Linked DNA regions of Zea mays: region 1 is linked to region 2. Evidence: chromatin contacts called from public Hi-C data. All regions are on one chromosome and are shown on one strand. Each heading gives the region's core, a stretch centred on a gene start, on an enhancer-like site or on the middle of the called end of the contact. The rest is flanking DNA. Distances are from core to core; before and after follow the strand shown.

Evidence for each region. A called contact is a pair of places that touch in the nucleus more often than the background predicts.
Region 1: a contact with region 2 is called in a Hi-C map of leaf, with 5 times the contacts expected there. The contact joins the promoter of LOC100285704 here to the promoter of LOC100217180 in region 2. A contact is called at or near these places in 4 of 25 Hi-C or Micro-C datasets (ear and leaf).

Annotation. Positions count from the first base shown.
Region 1 is chr8:163,277,949-163,281,009 of Zm-B73-REFERENCE-NAM-5.0, forward strand. LOC100285704 reads right to left here and starts at 1,418. Exons shown (of 2, transcript NM_001158595.2): 1 at 1,037-1,418; 2 at 482-940. The coding sequence starts at 1,369. The coding sequence ends at 728.
Region 2 is chr8:163,118,985-163,121,960 of Zm-B73-REFERENCE-NAM-5.0, forward strand. LOC100217180 (Amino acid kinase family protein) reads right to left here and starts at 1,551. Exons shown (of 7, transcript NM_001143541.1): 1 at 1,315-1,551; 2 at 903-1,050; 3 at 742-795; 4 at 406-497. The coding sequence starts at 1,508.

The DNA.
Region 1 (3,061 bases), core at 168-2,667, 160 kb after region 2:
GGATAAGCCTTCGTCACAACTTGGAAGACTTAGTTAGATGCCCATGCATGTTAGTACAGATGATTATAGAATTTTTTTAGGAAACAGTATATTCGTTTAGTTTTCTGATAGCGATTAGCTATCATCAACGGTTTAGGAAGTCGCTCGACGAAATAAATTCCCCAAAAAAAGGTGCATGTCTTCGTAGCATGCAATGCAACCATGTGGAATTTGGTATATATATATATATATCATGAAAGCATATTTTTTCATTAAAGCGATTTTATATTCTGAATTTGTTTAAAAGTTTATATATAGTTTTATTATATAAATTTGGGCAATCCTTGAAAAAACTGAACCGGATGGTGAAGCTGTAGAATATATCATATATTTTTTCCCCGGACGATAGATAGAGATATATACTACCTAGCTAGCTAGTTGTATAGAGTAGCTTTGTGAGATTACGTTTGACATTATTAACACGCATAGAAGAATACATATATAGCTTAATTGCATGCATGCATCATTAGATATAGTAACAGTGATGGATCGTTACACGCTGCAGAAGCATGCGCTTAGTCGTTATTTGCAGACGATAATAAGTAGATCGATGGAGTAGTGATCGAGCAACACACACGTGACGACGTTTGCTCTTATTTACTTACACGCACGCACGTGTACGGCGCTAGGGGCCGTATATATATCGAGTTCTGCATGCATATCTCGATCGATGGGATGATCAGTCGTTTCAGTCGCAGTAGTAGGAGTAGCCGTGCCCGTGCCCGTGCCCGTGCGGCACCCTGTGCTCCTGCTGCCTGCTCTCGTAGTGGGCCTCCTTCTGCTCGCGGTGCTCGTGGTACGCGTAGCCGCCGGCGCCCAGCGCCGCCGCCGTTGCCACGCCGGCCTCGATCTTGTGCCTCTGCGCGTTCGCCGGGTCCTTCTTCGCACGGTGCCCCTCGTACTAATTTCCACATATTATATTCCATCAACAACACATCACCACATATATAGATCGTGCATGCACATATATATATGGTAACTGTATTATATATATTACCAGAGCAAAGGCGCCGCCCGCGAGGGCGCCCACCTCGCCGAGGCGCTCCTTGTGCTTATGCTCCTTCTCCTCCCTCTTGAAGTGCTCCTGCTCGACGCCGTAGCCTTCGTAGCGGCCGCCGCGGGAGTACTCGTCGGCGTACACGGCGGTCTGCCTGCCGCCGTAGCCGCAGTCGTCGGCGCCGTACGCGGGCCTCCTCATGCGGTCGTCCACGTTGTCGTAGTACTCGTCGGTGCGCGAGTACGCCCTCACGCTGCCGCCGTGCCTGCCGGCGTCATAGCACTCGTCAGTGTTGGAGTACATGGCCCTGCCGCCGTGGTAGTAGTCGGCCATCGTCTCAGGCTCTCAGCTACGCTACTAGTGTTGGGCCGGGCCGGATTTTGCTTTGCTTGCAAGGATGGAGCGCACCTATTTATAGCCCGCGATGACGGCCGACCCACGCCGCGCGCACAGGTGGGCAGGTGATGGACGGTCAGGATTATATTGCCGGACAAACTAGAACAATTTCATGATATATATGGACGAGGCCTTTAATTTATTCCCTCATGTTGATTGATGCCCTTCAAACGAGCCTTTAATTTATTGGAATGTTACATCAACTCGAATATATATAATATATTGTTGGAAATGAAAGAAAGCCCTAATTAATTAATAAGCGGTTTGGTTAAGATTATTGTGACATTACTCGAACCTGATGCATGCGCAAGCTCCTCTTATATTACAACAGCCAGTTCTAATTTAAGAACTATAATGTGAAAAAGGCCCAAAATTCTGTCGTCAGAAAGTTTAACAAATTCATCAGCAGGCTTTACATCTCCGAGAATGTAAAATTTAAATGGTATTCTGAAATCCAGCTTATTAACAAGTTTTGGTATACGATAAACCATGAACGACGCTACAAAAGATATATTATATACGTACATAATAAGATTTTCATGTTCATCGCAATTCGCACCATGTTTTGGAAGGACAAATTAAGAAATAGCTCACACTAAAAGCTAAATCTACTACTAAAGGCATGTTTGTTTTAGCTTATAGATTATATAATCTGGATTATAATCTAAATTATATAATCCAGATCTAGATAGATTATAATTTATATGTAGCTGTTTGGTAGTATAAATTATACAAATGTAGATTATTCATAAAGACAACAATACTCTTGTTTGTTTATTTAAGGTGAGGAAAGTATGACATATATTGTAATTTTTATTTACATAACCATGGGCAGTGAGTGTTTTGCCAAAAATAATCTCAAAATAAGCTACCTTTGAGAAGATTATGGGATTATCATAATCTGGACTTTAGATTATATAATATGTACCTATAATCTAGGTGTTTGTTTAACTGCTGGATTATATAATCTAGAGAGATTATAATCTGAAACAAACAGGTCTAAGAAGAATCAAGATAGATGAAGATTACATAGATGATATGCACAATTGAAGGCGTCAAGATTCCAATGCGCGTTGTTTTCTCTCTTTCTGAAAAGGGAATGCGATATTTAATATATCAACTGGCTAGGAGCATTTTGTTTTTTTCTAGCATTCATGTAAAGTTATTCTTCTTTCAGGGAATAGTTTTGCTGTCAAGAAATGACGACATCAATTCCATTTCTACTTCTTTCAGCCTCAGAGATAAGTGTACTACACCCTTTGCTTCTTTAAACAAACAAAAATAAAGAAATGTAAAAACTATCCGGCCTATCTCTACAGATTTCATTTTTTTGGCGGCATTTCTCTCTACTTTAGGTTGTTCTTGCCTTGTAGAGGCGGTTTTTCGATCATGTCTTCTAGAGATGACTTGGAAGAGATGAGCTGTCTCTAGAAATAAGTTTATATTTCCAAAAAAAATATATATGCCGCTGGCTTGAGAACCGCTGACCTCTACCGGTCTAGCTACCCTCACATGTTTCATTGAGCAACCCCACTAGTTCTCTAAAGAAGCTCTCTTAACTCATGTTTAGCAAGTTGCTAAATAGCTATTGTAAGTAATTAATAGTTTGGTCACCAACAATTCTTAATA
Region 2 (2,976 bases), core at 301-2,800:
TTACCGCCTTAAGAACGTCTTAAGAACACTGATTTGTCACAATAATGCCTTCCAAAATGGGCAGTCGAGTCACAAAATGCTACGGGAATATAATTAATAAACTACAAGTCGCCTGGAGTTTTGAATTTTTGATAAAATTGCAAGTTCCTTAAAATGTATTCATGCTTGCCAGTTGCCACTCAGTAAACTATTTTGATGGAATACTGTAGAAAAATTACACACAGCTTGAATATTAGATGTGAATACGATCAGTCCGTCCAAGAAGTTAATACGGATGACATAAATATGTTGATATGGGGCTCTCTTTTTGTTTCACTTTATTGCATCTCAACTTCTTTTGAAGGCAACTTAACAGCCGAGCATAGAATAAGGGAATGAAAATATACAAGGCATTGAACATCTTACCCGATGTAATCTGCAGATGAGCGGTCAAGACCACTACATCCAGCCCAAGAGGCCCCACGAAAGATATTGCCACCGCCAACAACAATAGCAACCTACAAGGGCTCTCACATGTTTTAATGCACATTATATGATTACTTTAGAGAAAACAAAAGGCAATGACACACACAGAGTACAGATACACATCCAAGATCATTTGATAGGAACGCAACAGAATCTAACCATTGAATTAATGTATACTATTAACAAGATGTACATGCACTTTTTACTTCACTAATTATAAATCTTTAACCAAGTAGTCCAAGATGTGAAATAAATGAACGGTGGTCGAGGACACACCTCTACACCTAGCTTGGTGACAGAAGCAACCTCTCTTGCAATAGCCATTGTAATCTGCAATAGACCACACATTTACATTAAATTCCATGACCCACTCACATGAATCTCGTCTGCTATCACAGTATTTAAAGATGCTCATGCTCCACCAAAAGAAGGTTAACCTTTGGGTCGATGTTTTCTGTGTGGTCGCCGGCAAGAGCTTCTCCACTTACTTTAAGCAATACCCTCTTCCATCTATATAGCCTTTTGGAACTAGAAGAACCTTCGTCAAATGCAAAGCTGAACGACGGCATCAGTGAGGTTTGATTTCTGAGAAACAAATAGACATGAGATGAATGACGAAACGTAATCCAGAATTACATAGACCCAGTCGAATTTGTAGCCCTGAACTGTTCAATTAGCTGCTAATGATCTAGCGCTTGAGGAAACAAACGTCCAAGGAACATGCGTTTCGTCTAACATCCCAACAAAATCAGCATACCACACACGCGGGCAGCGGGCCACCGGCTACACATGCCATCACCCACGGCACAATTATTATATGTATTTCCGGCGGGATGTAAAGCTGCGTACCCTGAGTTGGAGGAATAGAAGGAGCCGGAGGCCGTGGCGGCGCAGGCATAGGCGCGGCGCTTGGCGGAGAGGAAGAGAGGAGCGGCGACGGGATGGGCTCTCTGTACGGGCGAGTGGAGCACAGGAGACGGGGTCCGTGGAGAGGGGAGGCCCGAGAGGAAGGTGGCTGGCACCGCGGCAGCGGCGGCGGCCATGGTTGCCGGCCGTGGGAGCGAGCGCGAGTGCGGCAAGCAGCCGTCGATCTCCGGAGTGGAAGGAGAAGCCAGGACCCAGGAGAGGATGATGGAGGGGAGAGATTTTCGTTTTTAATGGACTTGGATTAACTTGGCCGAAAATGTGATTTGGGCTCAATTTTTGTAGACAGCTGGCCCAAATACATGCCGAACAGTAGCACAAGGCGCCACAAGGGACTACAGTGCGTGAGAACTCCCACGCGACGTTATCTTTGAATTTTTTTTATCGAAATTTAAATCTCTTTCTATTTAATTTTGACTAGTGAGAGATTTAGTTTTATCTAACCTTATTCAGTGGTGTTTGAATGCACTAAAACTAATAGTTAATGGCTAAAATTAGTTGAGACATCCAAACACTCTAGCTAATAGTTCAGCTATTAGCTATTTTTGGTAAATTAGTTAATAGTTATGTAGTTATTTATTAGCTAGCTAAATCCACTAACAATTTTTAGCTAACTAATTATTAGTTCTAGTGCATTCAAATAAGCCCTCAATTCAGACGTAACCGAACAAGTCCTAAAGCCTTATCGGTTGCGTCTGGATCGAAGGGGGTTAAATCTCCTTCTATTCAATTTTGACTAGAGAATGATTTAATCCCCTTTAATCACTTTCGATCTAGACGCAACCAAACGAGTCCTAAATAGAAATGGAAAGATGTCAACTACATGTGTGTTCATCTTCATATTGTTTTGCTTATCTAAATATGTCACCCATGTGAAAGTTAATCTTAAGGATCACCCTAACTAGTTTATTCATGTGTAGTTCAAGGACGATTTCATGCAATATCACCATGACATCATCCCTAGTAGCATATTTTGTTGGATCTTTTATGGGCTTGGCCCATTTATTGAATAAACTCTATACTGTGTAATGATAGAGAATACCAATAGTACCATATTGGAAGTCCAATGGTCTTTTGGCTTGACTTATATGGTGAGAATTATTCCACCTAGCTTGAGAAGTCAAGAAACGGACAAGGGCGTGCCACACGCGCGCGCGCCGCCGTCAGGCGTGGCGTGGCAGGCGTGGCGTTAATTTTTAGCACTCACTAACCGCGTAAACCTTTCAAGCTGGACAAGGATCTGGATCATTAGAGCGCATGGGAGGGTATGGTCAGTTTATTTACTTACTGTTTTGCGTTCTGCAGATTATATATATTTCATATATTCATCTATGTTGTTTCATATGTAGTGATTTTATCTTATCTGTTCTGCCTTATTATAATATGTTATATCTGTTTGTTTTGATTTTACAGTCATGTTGTTTATGTTTCTATCTGTTTATTTTCAATTGTTCAGTCAGTTTATATGTTTATCGTATTTATATGATTTATATGATTCATATGCTTTGTGTTCTCATGATCCATATTGTTATGGATATATTTGAGATCATGATTTCTATGGTTAATTATCTTTTATATATCATCATC